Linked DNA regions of Mus musculus: all the other regions are linked to region 1. A link is a contact called in public HiCAR-type and promoter capture Hi-C data. All regions are on one chromosome and are shown on one strand. Each heading gives the region's core, a stretch centred on a gene start, on an enhancer-like site or on the middle of the called end of the contact. The rest is flanking DNA. Distances are from core to core; before and after follow the strand shown. Region 1 overlaps Gm40487 (a long non-coding RNA gene). Region 2 holds the start of Ubxn8 (UBX domain protein 8). Region 3 overlaps Gsr (glutathione reductase).

The links. Promoter capture Hi-C pulls out the DNA fragments that hold promoters and counts their contacts. HiCAR-type assays count read pairs that join an accessible place to other places.
Region 2: a contact with region 1 is called in a promoter capture Hi-C map of 3T3-L1-derived adipocytes, with 3 times the contacts expected there. The contact joins the promoter of Ubxn8 here to the enhancer-like site in region 1. A contact is called at or near these places in 5 of 39 promoter capture datasets (the 3T3-L1 cell line, 3T3-L1-derived adipocytes, the HPC-7 cell line and 2 more), 5 of 115 datasets of contacts at active chromatin or transcription factors (embryonic forebrain, embryonic limb bud, embryonic stem cells and 1 more) and 1 of 9 other capture datasets (adipose tissue).
Region 3: a contact with region 1 is called in a HiCAR-type map of fibro-adipogenic progenitors, with 4 times the contacts expected there. The contact joins two enhancer-like sites. A contact is called at or near these places in 2 of 39 promoter capture datasets (frontonasal cranial neural crest and hippocampal neurons) and 2 of 115 datasets of contacts at active chromatin or transcription factors (fibro-adipogenic progenitors and pancreatic cancer cells).

Annotation. Positions count from the first base shown.
Region 1 is chr8:34,063,262-34,067,330 of GRCm38.p6, forward strand. Gm40487 (a long non-coding RNA gene) reads left to right here. Exons shown (of 3, transcript XR_870314.2): 2 at 3-245; 3 at 1,114-1,310. Among named protein-coding and RNA genes, the nearest start is that of Gm40486, 9.4 kb to the left of the region's middle. Within about 2 kb of position 2,345, at least 56 of the 459 cell types and tissues checked have an H3K27ac peak or open chromatin away from gene starts, as enhancers often do. A contact at or near this core is called in 3T3-L1-derived adipocytes, adipose tissue and fibro-adipogenic progenitors, where this site is marked.
Region 2 is chr8:33,639,577-33,643,645 of GRCm38.p6, forward strand. It overlaps Ubxn8 (UBX domain protein 8), which reads right to left and starts at 2,400. Exons shown (of 8, transcript NM_178648.2): 1 at 2,274-2,400. The coding sequence starts at 2,361.
Region 3 is chr8:33,658,579-33,662,647 of GRCm38.p6, forward strand. All of the region lies in intron 1 of Gsr (glutathione reductase), which reads left to right. Among named protein-coding and RNA genes, the nearest start is that of Gsr, 7.4 kb to the left of the region's middle. Within about 2 kb of position 2,138, at least 169 of the 459 cell types and tissues checked have an H3K27ac peak or open chromatin away from gene starts, as enhancers often do. A contact at or near this core is called in fibro-adipogenic progenitors, where this site is marked.

The sequences.
Region 1 (4,069 bases), core at 1,095-3,594:
AGGGCATGACCGGCTCTGGGAGCTGAAGCTACAGAGGATGATAAGGAGGACTCTTGAAGTGGAAAATGTGCCTCAGCCTCGGGAAGGAACTGCATCCTGGAACTGGAGACCGGGATGGACTCCAAAGAGGCCTTTCTGGCTCATTCCGGTTCCCTCTGCACACCTGCCTCAGCCTGTGGTCGTTTAAAAAAAACAAAAACTACTCCTGACCAAATTAGCTTTCTAAGCTGCCCGTGGCGGTTCAGGTGAGTAACAGTTCCACTCGCGAATTCCTGAGGGGAATTTGATCTCTCGAGGCTTTCCTGGGCCATCCTCAGCGATGCCAGAAAATTGGGAGCCACTCATCAGAGCCAGACACACAAGCTAACCCTAAAGTGACAGAGAGGCTTGAGACTGGAAAGATGGGGACCAGGGAAGATGGCCGGGTAGTAAACAGATCGCCACACAAGCACGAGGACCTGAATTTGAGTCGCAGCATGGTCCATATGAGAGCAAAGCCAGAATTTGTAACCCTAGTGTCAGGAGAGTATAGCTAGTGGTTCTCGGCCTTCCTAATGCTGCGGCCCTTTCATACAGTTCCTCATGCTGTGGTGACCTCCAACCATAACATTATTACGTCGCTACTTCATAACTGTAATTTGCTATTGCTATGAATTGAAATGTAAATATCTGATATCTGACCCCAGGGAGTCATGACCAGCAGGTTGAAAGGCACTGGTATAGACAGCCGGTTCCTCAAAGTTTACTAATCTGAGAGGTAAGCTCCAGGTTTAGAGGGAGACTAACTCAAAAGGTCGGGAGGAGAACAATAAAGACACTTGATCTCTGGTTTGCAAAAGCACACTCATGGGTGAGTGTACTTGAACAGACAAGGAGAGAGAGAGAGAGAGAGAGAGAGAGAGAGAGAGAGAGAGAGAGAGAGAGAGAGAGAGAGAACACAAACAAGAAAACACACACACACACACACACACACACACACACACACACACACACACACCGAGGGGAAATAGGCCAAAGCGTTTGCCCAGCAAGGCAAAATCTAATTCTCCAGTTTGGAATGTAGATCTGGCATAGTCTTATTTTCTTCCATTTCCTGCTTGCCTCCCTATCCAGACTCACCCTGCATAATGCATGCAGTTGACCCTCCATGGCTACAGGGCTCTGCACAGATTGTTCGCACTCTGGAATGTTCTTCCTCCTTTTCCACCTGACTGGCTTCTAATCATGCTTCAAAGAGTCAACTCAAATGTCACATTCTCATGCACAGAAAGTAATCTCTAGTCCGGGTCTCATTTTACTGGGAATTAATCATCTTAGTTGTCATGGTGAGACTTGTTACCCTTGGAGGGGCGGTAGCAGCATGCATCTTGGGAGTAAAGTGGTGTTCACAGTAAACTTCTGAAGGATATTCTTTTTTTTTTTTTTTTTTTTTTAATTTTTTTTTTAAAGATTTATTTATTTATTATATGTAAGTACACTGTAGTTGTCTTCAGATACACCTGAAGAGGGCATCAGATCTCATTACGGGTGGTTGTGAGCCACCATGTGGTTGCTGGGATTTGAACTTCGGACCTTCGGAAGAGCAGTCGGGTGCCCTTACCCACTGAGCCATCTCACCAGCCCCTGAAGGATATTCTATTCGCCACCAGTTCCTATGAACGACGGTTTCTAAATGGTGACGGTGAAGTTACAATTGGTAGCAGTATCAAAAGATATGAAAGGGGCTGGAGGGATGGCTCAGCGGTTAAGAGCACTGACTGCTCTTCCAGAGGTCCTGAGTTCAAATCCCAGCAACCATATGGTGGCTCACAACCATCTGTAATGGGATCTGGTGCCCTCTTCTGGGGTGTCTGAAGACAGCAACAGTGCACCTTCATATAATAAATAGATAAATCTTTAAAAAAAAAGATATGAAGATTTTTTTGTTTTTTTGTTTTCTTTGTGAGTCAGAGAAAGTGGGGAGGGAAGGAGAGGTTCCTGATAAGATACTAGCTATTCCCTACTACTAATAACACCTTAGGCATATCACAACCTAACAAATGACTACATTTCCCAGACTTCCTTGTGGCCAAGGCCAAACATATGACTAGGTCCCCACCCTAGTTTATGGATAGAAGAGATAAGCGTGACATCCATGCTTATTGCTTAAGGGGAAACAGTTTGCTGTCTGCTTTTTCTCTTCCCCTTTTTCTGGACCAAATATAAGGTGGTCATGACCCAGCTTTGACCACTCAGCCAAGAACAACATCCTAGGAACTGTGATGCAACATGATGGGAAGGAGCCACGTCCCTAAATGACCCAAAGGAGCTCAACAGCGCCAGCAGCCTGGACCACTCAGCTCTGGTCAGTTGCGTCTTCTTCAAGCCAAGAGTTGGGATCGTAGCCATGTTACCAATGCTTTACTCTAGCCATCTAGCCTTGCGGCCAAACAGGAGACAGTTCTCTAGAGCAGAGAAGAAATCACTGGTCCCCTTTTTGTCTCCATACCCCAAACATCAAACATAGCATCTTATAGATGAGAAGTGTTCAAGGAGCCTTTGATAATTCAATGGGTGCTGGGCTGGAAGGGAGGGAAGAGACAGGCGGTAAAAAGTGAGTGATGGAATGGGCTGTAGTCTTGGAAGTAGAGTGTTTGCCTGGCATATAGGTAGGAGGCAGGCCCTTAGTTTGATCCCAGCATGGCAAAAAAAAAAAAAAAAAAAAAAAGACGGAAGAAAGAAAGGAAAGATGAATGGAAGGAAAGAAAGACTATGTTAGAACATCTCTGAACAGCCCGTGAAGCAAGCGCAGGTGAAGGAGGACTTCCATTGCTGCCACCTAGATTCCATGGAACTTTTTTTTTTTTTTAAAAGTTAGGGGGGAAAATATCACGTTAGTTGATTGACCCCTGCTGGCCGTTTGGAATTCTGCAGCTTGAATCAGTCAAACTGTTCAGCCAAAAATGTCTTCACTTTTTAGAGATCAAGGAAGCAGCTGTTAAAAATCTGAATCCACACTTAGGAAGCACTAAAACCCAACAACGATAGACACAGCCGGGGGGGGGGGGTCGGGGGGGGGGACAGACGACGACTAACAATAACAGAGAAGTGCTCTGGGCCGGCCACGGTGGCGGCGGTGCTGAAGCAGCCCTCCTCCAATGGAGGAGGGATGGCTCAGGATCTGGTTTTGCTCTAGAAGGTTGATTGAAGCTCGGGGTCCAGTTTCTCCTTTTTATAGATGTGTTTCTGTCCTTTGATCATGTCAAGCCGTAAGATGTCTCTCTGGTCCTTTCTCTTCTCTCCTCCTGTCATTTCCTTATCTGTTTCCACAGCTTGGCCTCTCTCTCTCTCTCTCTCTCTCTCTCTCTCTCCCTCTCCCTCTCTCTCTCTCATTTCTATCAGTGGAGTTAGTCATGACATTGTTGAGTTATTTGATTAAGAAAAAAAAATGAGGGCTGGTGAGATGGCTCAGCAGGTAAGAGCACCCGACTGCTCTTCCAAAGGTCTAGAGTTCAAATCCCAGCAACCACATGGTGGCTCACAACCATCTGTAACGAGATCTAGCACCCTCTTCTGGAGTGTCTGAAGACAGCTACAGTGTACTTACATATAATCAATAAATAAATCTTTAAAAAAAAAAAAAGAAAAAAAATGAAAGCTGAAAAATAAACAAAAAACTTTCTTTCTTTTTTTTCTTTTTTCTTTTTTTAGTTTAGTTTTGTTTTCTTTTTCGAGACAGGGTTTCTCTGTGTAGCCCTGGCTGTCTTGGAACTCACTCTGTAGACCAGGCTGGCCTCGAATTCAGAAATCTGCCTGCCTCTGCCTCCCAAGTGCTGGACCCACACCCGGCTGTAACAAAACACTTTCGTTCACAAACTCTCTCAAAGCATTGTCAAGAATCAGAATCTCCTCAGACTAGAAGAAGGCATCCCAGGGCAGCGGCAGGGCTCTTCTTCAGTTTTGGGGATGGGGGAGATGCTTCTAAAAACCAGCCTGGTAACTCTCAGAGTGGCTGGAGAGATGGCTCAGTGGTTAAGAGCGCTCACTGCTCTTTCAAAGGACTGGGGTTTAATTCCCAGCATTCACGGAG
Region 2 (4,069 bases), core at 1,150-3,649, 420 kb before region 1:
GGAAAAAGAACTTTAGCTTGGCCATTCACTTTAGAGTCTGGGCAGTGATGACATATTCCTTTAATCCTAGCACTTAAAAGGCAGAGGCAAGCGGATTTCTGAGTTTGACCTGGTCTACAGAGTGAATTCCAGGACTGCCTGGGCTACACAGAGAAACCCTGTCTCAAAAAACCAAAAAAAAAAAAAAAAAAAAAAGAAGCAGAGGTAGGCTGATCTCTGAATTCCAGGCTAGTCTGGTCTACAGAGTGAGTTCCAGGTCAGCCAGCTACACAGAGAAACCCTGTCTCAAAATACAAACAAACAAAACCCAACAACAACACACCACACAAAGTGTGCTTAAGGAGGGAGGCAGACATGGAGACTAACCTGCGGGCTTTTGTTTCTGCTTCACCGTATCTCAACTCTGTCCACAATTCATTCATATTCCTTCTGTTGCCCCAGTCTAAGCCATCCCTGTAACTATTCACTACAGCAAACTCTAACTTGGCTCACTACTCTGCACTATAGCTCCATTCCAAAGCATTCTCCACACAGAATCCAGAATGGCCCTTTAAAAAACTAGGGGCGGGAGGCAGAGGCAGGCGAATTTCTGAGTTTGACGCCAACCTGGTCTACAAAGTGAGTTCCAGGACAGTCAGGGCTACACAGAGAAACCCTGTCTCGATAAAACAACAAAAAAAAAAGAGAGAGAGAGAAAAAAAACTATGGGTTACTATAGGACCTGAAAACATGAGGCAGGAGGTTTGCTTCAAGACACAGGCTAACCTAAGCTAATTGAAGACTCAAAAGACACACATAATAATAAAAACCATGCAGGGTAGTGATGATGCACACCTTCAATCCCAGCACTGGGGAGGCAGAGGCAGGTGAATCTCTATGAGCTCAAGACCAGCCTGCTCTATAAAGTGATTCCAGGGCACCACGGGCTGTTACACAGAAAAACTCTAGAAAAAGAAAAGAAAAGAAAAGAAAAGAAAAGAAAAGAAAAGAAAAGAAAAGAAAAGAAAAGAAAAGAAAAGAAAAGAAAAGAAAAGAAAAGAAAAGAAAAGAAAAGAAAAGAAAGAAAGAAAGAAAGAAAGAAAGAAAAAGAAAGGAAAGAGCTGGAGAGATGGCTAAGCAGTTAAGAGCACTGACTGCTCTTCCAAAGGTCCTAAGTTCAATTCCCAGCAACCACATGGTGGCCCACAACCATTCATAATGAGATCTAACGCCCTCTTCTGGTGTGTCTGAAGACAGCTACTGTGTGTACTTACATATAATAAATAAATCTTAAAAAAAAATCAAAACCACCTCCAATTAGTCACTGATCGTCCTCAATAAATCACAGTGCTCTCAAATGTAAAGATTTTAACAGTACTGTAAACTCAAGTATCCCCTTACTTTTATGTTCTACAGAAGGTGATTAACTGATAAGAACTTTTTAGACTATGGAATGGTTCAAATGTTGCAGGTCCAGAGCCTAACCATGGATTATTATGGGCTTTAATTAGCCCACTTAATAGTCACTCATTGTTCACCTATATGCCTGACCTAACTATGCCTATCACATGGAACCTACACAATATATTAACTTAGCCCACAACCTTCTACCAATCCAAAAGTTTATTTTGTGAGCACCTGAGCCCTCTGCGAGAGGTTTTCCTACACGTTGCTGTAACTCATCTCCCTGATGGACCTACATATATTTAAGGTGTTTTGTGACATTTTTTTGGCTGTTACAATAAAAACTTTTGGAACCGTGGAACCGAGAATTTGAAGTAACCCAAATCCGTATTCTCAGAACACCACGGACATTTAGATTCGATTCCAAAATAAACTCTGACCTGCTCTGGGGCAGAGCGCTGTTTTTTAGGCTAACAGTACCTACAAGTCGTTGTGGCAGTAGTGGAGAGTGAGATTGCAAACAGGGTCTGACTTAGAATAAGATTCTCAGAAATGGTACTTGGGGACTCCCTTTCATCCATTCCTTGATCATGACACAAAGGCTTTCACCTGAAACATGGCTCAGCTATCAGCTTATTTACTTCCGGCTCTCATTACTCTTAGAGGCGAAACAGTTCCTATCTGTCCCTGCGCTTCTCACTCGGGTCCCTTTCCAAGCCGACCCTGGCCAGAGATCAAGAGAACTTTTTCCCGCGGAAATGGAGGCGGTTCCGGAAGAGGGGCGGGCGCGATGGATTCTGGGGATTGTAGTCAAAAGCGCGCGGAGGTCCGCGCCGCTCAGGTGACAACACTCCAGCTGGGAGCACCGAGAGGAGAAAGGCAACACTTACCGAGACTCGGGATCCCGCGCCGGAGCTCCAGACACAAGAGAGGGAGAGCAGAGAGCAAGAAAAGGCCCACGACGCCACGAGAAGCCATGGCGCGGAGGGCTCGCTGGGCGCAGTGCCCGCCCCTTCCGGCCGTGCCTTCCGCGAGCTCGCCCCGGAGGCCTCGGGCTGGGAGGAATGGAGGGAGGATGCTGTGCCCTGAGGCTGGGGCGCGGGCCCGGATGCGATTGCTCAGACGGCGCGGGTCATCTCCTTCGGCTGGGACGGTCCCTGTCCTGTGGATCTGAGGCTGGTCACGATGACAGTGGCTTATCAGACTGTGCAGGTCTAAAAGATGGTGCTCAGAAGACTGAAATGACTTAAAAGGGGCGGTTGACGCTGCGAGGCCCGGTGGCCTTGTGTCCCTTGGGGGTAACAGGGCGTTTGGTTCTTAGCTAACTAGTTACTAAGCATCTTCTCTTCCTAACAGGTCCTGCGGGAAGCTTAAAAGTGGGGTCTGCTCCCTAGTGCCTGTTCCTGCCCCACACCCGCGTGGAGAGTTCCCTAGACCTGCCCCCCACTCACTGTTCTCCCTGTCAATGCCTACACGTGTTACAGTTATGACTTAACGTTGGCCTCACAGTGACTTCCCTGCCACTCCATGACTCAGCTCTGGTAACTTAGAGTTCAGGAATGGAGGGCCTTCCCACTGACAAGATTCCCAACTTGGCAAGTCCTCAACCATCAATACCCCCAGTCGCTCTTCAGTTTAGCTTAAGTTCCAAGTATGTGTAAGTTACTGAATTTGTCCTAAACAAACTCAGCCCTGGGATACATGTCCTGTACAGAGACTATCTGATGTCTGGTGCCATGATAGGAATGTCTGTATAGAGTGCTACAGAACCACGTTCTGCAGTGTGGAGAAGAATTTCCTGAGGAGATAGTGACTAAAGTGTGAAGGTTTGGAGTTTGGACTTCGGACACTTTTAACCACAGCACTAGGGAGGCAGTGGCAGATGGATCTCTGAGTTCAAGGCCAGCCTGGTCTACAGAGTGAGTTCCAGGACTGCACAGAGAAACCCTGATTGAAAAAAACAAAAGAAAAAAAAAGTATACAGAGGAGCGTCCAAGACCTTGGAACAGTGAGCCCTAAATGGGTGAATATGAAACCCTCCCCTTAGGGAACCCCAAAGGAGCAGAGGCAGAAAGAGTAAGAGCAAAAGGGATGAAGGGCACGGAGAAAACAAGGCCCTCCAAAGCAAAAAAGATCGATAAATATGTGAACTCAGTGAACTGAGGCAGCATGCACAGAGCCTGTGTGGATCTTCACCGATAAGCTCCTAGAGCCCAAAGAAGTAGACAGCTATCCCCATCCTTAATCCAGCCACTATCTCCAACTGATAACCACTTGAAAAAGTAAATTCTCTCTCCAGGGAAGGCTCACTTGAAAAACATTTGCGATGGTAGACTGAATGGCCAGCAGTGGATGGCCAATACAACCTTAGAGGTTCCTGCTCTTGAAATGTCATGTCAGAGTCCTGCCTTTTTTTTTTTTTTAACCTCCTTTTACCCTAAAGTTCCTTTGTGTATATATTATGGCTTCCAGTTTAGTGTTTTTATGGCATTCCCAAGTGTGCCAACATGAGGCTTTGATTCTTACACTCTCTCTTGGGCTCTTCCCCTTCCGTCTGTTTTCTCTGATTCTGATGTATTAGTTCTATTTTAATTATCCTTTAGAAGCCTGTTTCATATTGACAGGAAAGGTGTGGATCCAGATGGGATGAGAGGTGGGGAGGACTAGGGGGAGGAGAAACTGTAAT
Region 3 (4,069 bases), core at 888-3,387, 400 kb before region 1:
TGGGAGGTGTGCGCCACCACGCCCGGCTGGCACCACGTTTTTGTGAGTGAGTCAGATGCAGTGCGGGGCTGTTGTTGGAATAAGGACTAGGAAGGCTTGAGAAGGGGTCCAGTGAAGCCCTGAAGGGTTGGACCAAGGCGGCAGGGAGCTTTGTCAAACTGTTTGTGCCTTCCAGTTTCATGGTGGTGCACTTCTGAAGAAAGCAGCCCAGTACATCTCTTAAGGATGTCTACCTCACGACTGTTTGCTTTTTTTTCTTCCTACTTCTGGGTCATCTCCTTCCCCAAGACTTTACTCCAGTGATAGGGTAGAAAGACCCTCCCCTCAGAGGTACATGTGGCCAAAATGAGTGAGTTGGTACCATGATGTTGGTACCCTATCCCCAGTGTGCTGCTATTTGGAGATGCTGAGGTTAGGTGACGACATGAGAGTGATGAGGGAGACCAGGGTTTTTTGTTTTGTTAATTTTACTTATTAATTTTTATGTGCATTGATGTTTTGCCTGCATATCTGTCTTTGTGTCTGAGGGTGTCAGAGCCCCTGGCATTGGAGTTACAGACAGTTGCCAGCTGCCATGTAGTTGCTGGGAATTGAACCCAGGTCCTTTGGAAGAACAGCCAGTGCTCTTAACCGCTGAGCCATCTTCCCAGCCCCAAGACCAGGGCTTTCTTTCCCGTGTCAGCACTTGGATGCCAGATTTCCCAGCCTCTAGACTGAGAAACGTGGGTCAAGTAAATTCTCCAGTCTGGTGTTTTGTTATGACTGCTTGGACTAACATGATTGGTATGTGTCTAAAAGCTCAGTTTTCTTTCTTAGCGATTTTTAAAAATTAAAGAAAAGTTTGTGTATGTCCGTGTCTCACATGTTTCTAGTTGACCTTGAACTCTGTAGCTAGGGATAACCTTGCATCGTTTTCTCCTTTTGTTTTGTTTTGAGACAGGGTCTTTCTTACTCTGTGGTCCAGGCTGTCTTCAATTTTGCCATCTTTCTGCCGTAGCCTCTCCAGTGTTGGAATGACTCATTTTCCTCCATTCTGGCTCCACTTTTTATTTTATTTTATTATTTTTAAAAAATATTTATTTATTATTATATATAAGTTTACTGTAGCAGACATCAGACACACCAGAAGAGGGTGTCAGATCTCATCACGGGTGGTTGTGAGCCACCATGTGGCTGCTGGGATTTGAACTCAGGACCTTTGGAAGAACAGTGAGTGCTCTTACCCACTGAGCCATCTCACCAGCCCCTCCACTTTTTATTTGAGTTTTCTGATGATTTATTTATTTATTTATTCTATGTATATGAGTACACTGTAGCTGTACAGATGGTTGTGAGCCACCATGTGGTTGCTGGGATTTGAACTTGGGACCTTCAGAAGAGCAGTCAGTGCTCCCAACCGCTGATCCAACCTCACCAGCCGCCCACTTTTTATTTTTTTTTTTTAATAGAATCTGTTCCTTTAAGACTTCGATGTTGAGTCAGGTGTTAAGAAGCCAGGTAGGAGATGGGCTTGCCCAGCACTGGACTGAAAACTGTAGCATCAAGAACCGCTGCTAAATCGAGCCACAGAGAAAGGCATTCGCAGACCCAATAGTGTGCGTCCATTGGAGTTCCTCCAGAGTTTTCAGAACCAGTCGAAAACCAAGTAAAGAAAAACAACCCGTGGTTGGTAGAGTTTTGCATTGTATTATCTCTTTTCCCCCAGAATTAAAGAGAACCCCCTATTGCCCAGGGCAGTGCAGAAGAAACACTTTGAGTGTGATCTTTGAATTAAGTTCTCAAAAGTACAAACCAGTGTGAAACTCACCCAAAGGCAGGCTGAATCAGAGCCCCTGGGAGCTTCAGTCCTCCCTCCAGGCAGACCTTGGAGGAGCTGAGGGGGGAACCCTCTGGCTTCTGCTCCCTTGCTCTGTAGGGTCCCCAGCTCCAGTGCTTGCTGCGTGTACTGGTTCTGGGATTAGGTGGAGCCCAGTTCTTGTGGGATTCAGCACATCTCCCCAGCAAGCCTTTGTGTGGTAAGGGTTGACTGAGTGACTGGCAAAGCTTTCTTTGTTTCTAATTTACTGGGAACTGGGCTGTACAGCGCTGCGGGAGAAAGCCACAGGGCAGGCCTGGGAAAGGGTTGTTCCCTAGATTATGGCTCGCCCAGTGAGCAAACAGTGACTTAGCAACATGCTAATCATAGCGAGCGCACTGTCCACAGAATGTGCTTTTAATTTCCCAATGTAGATTTCTAACAGCCCAGGCTAAAGGAAGTTCACTTCCTTTAGTTCTCATGGGTTCCCCTTAAAAAACAGAGCATTGGCTCTCATCTGCTCTGTGAATGTAGGACTTCATAAAATGAGACCAGCCTGTTCCCTTAACTGTTCACTGAATAAGTGGTTGTAAAGAGAGAGCCTTGTTGGAGTTGGTAATAAAATATTATTTAACTTTGGTCATTCGCCTTGTTGATTGGCTTTTTTTTTAAGTGGTCCTACTATATTTTTATTTGTAAAAAGAATGTTATTAGCTGGGTAATGGTGGCACACACCTTTAATCCCAGCACTCGGGAGGCAGAGGCAGGAGGATCTCTGTAAGTTGAAGGCCATTCTGGTCTACAGAGCTAGTTCCAGGATAGCCAAGGCTATACAGAGAACCCCTGTCTTGAAAAATGAAAACCAAACAATAGTTTTTGTTTGTTTGTTTGTTTGAATTTGAGATGATTTTGCCACCTCTAACATGGAATTTCCTAGATGTCGAAAGTTCAGTAAGCCAGGCTTTCTGACTGCATCTAGGGATGAGATCATCACAAAACAGGACCAGGCCTGCAAAATGGCTCAGCAGGTGGAGATGCTCCCTGCTGAGACTCGTGATTTTTTTCCAATTTTTTATTAGATATTTTCTTTATTTACATTTCAAATGCTATCCCGAAAGTCTCCTATACCCTCCCCCCACCCTGCTCCTCTAGCCACCCACTCCCATTTCCCGGCTCTGGCGTTCCCTTGTACTGGGGCATATAAAGTTTGCAAGACCAAGGGGCCTCTTCCCAGTGATGGCCGACTAGGCCATCTTCTGCTACATATGCAGCTAGAGACAGGAGCTCCAGGGTACTGGTTAGTTCATATTGTTGTTCCACCTATAGGGTTGCAGATCCCTTTAGCTCCTTGGTTACTTTCTCTAGCTCCTGCATTGGGGGCCCTGTGATCCATCCAATAGCTGACTGTGAGCATCCACTTCTGTGTTTAGCATAGCCTCACAGGAGACAGCTATATCAGGGTCCCTTCAGCAAAATCTTTCTGGCATATGCAATAGTATCTGGGTTTGGTGGCTGATTATGGGATGGATCCCTGGGTGGGGCAGTCTCTGGATAGTCCATCCTTTCTTCTTAGCCCCAAACTTTTTCTCTGTAACTCCTTTCATGGGTATTTTCCCTATTCTAAGGAGGAATGAAGTATCCACACGTTGGTTTTCCTTCTTGAGTTTCATGTGTTTTGCAAATTGTATCTTGGCTATCTTGGGTATTCTAAGTTTCTGGGCTAATATCCACTTATCAGTGAGTGCCTATCTAATGACTTCTTTTGTGATTGGGAACAATATTGTTTTTGAAGGGCAAACAAGCAAGTTTGTTCAGAAGCAAAGAAGTAGCTTCCTATAGCTGGGGGCGGAGGGGGGGCTTGAAAATGAGTTGCCTGGGTTTTACATTTTAAGTATTTATTTTTATCGTTTTTAAATGTATGAGTGCAGGTGCCTACAGTAATCACAGGTGCCGGGTATCCCAGGAACCACAGTTACTGGTGGTTATGAGCCATCTCTTCAGAATATTTTTACATTAAAATGTTTCTCTTTTTTTTGAGATAGACAGTTGCCCAGGCTGGCCAGTTGATGCTGGCCTTTATCTTATGATCTTCCATCCTCCACCTCCCACTTGGTAGTATTACAGGCGGGCCAGGTGCCAACGTGTCTGGTGGGCTCAAGGCCTGTGCTACCACACCTAATTTACACACCAGCGAGAAAAGGGAGAAGAAGGAATGGCGGGAGAAAGGACTGAGCGTGGTCTCCTTAGCCCTGGTGTCTCCAGCTTTGATGGTTG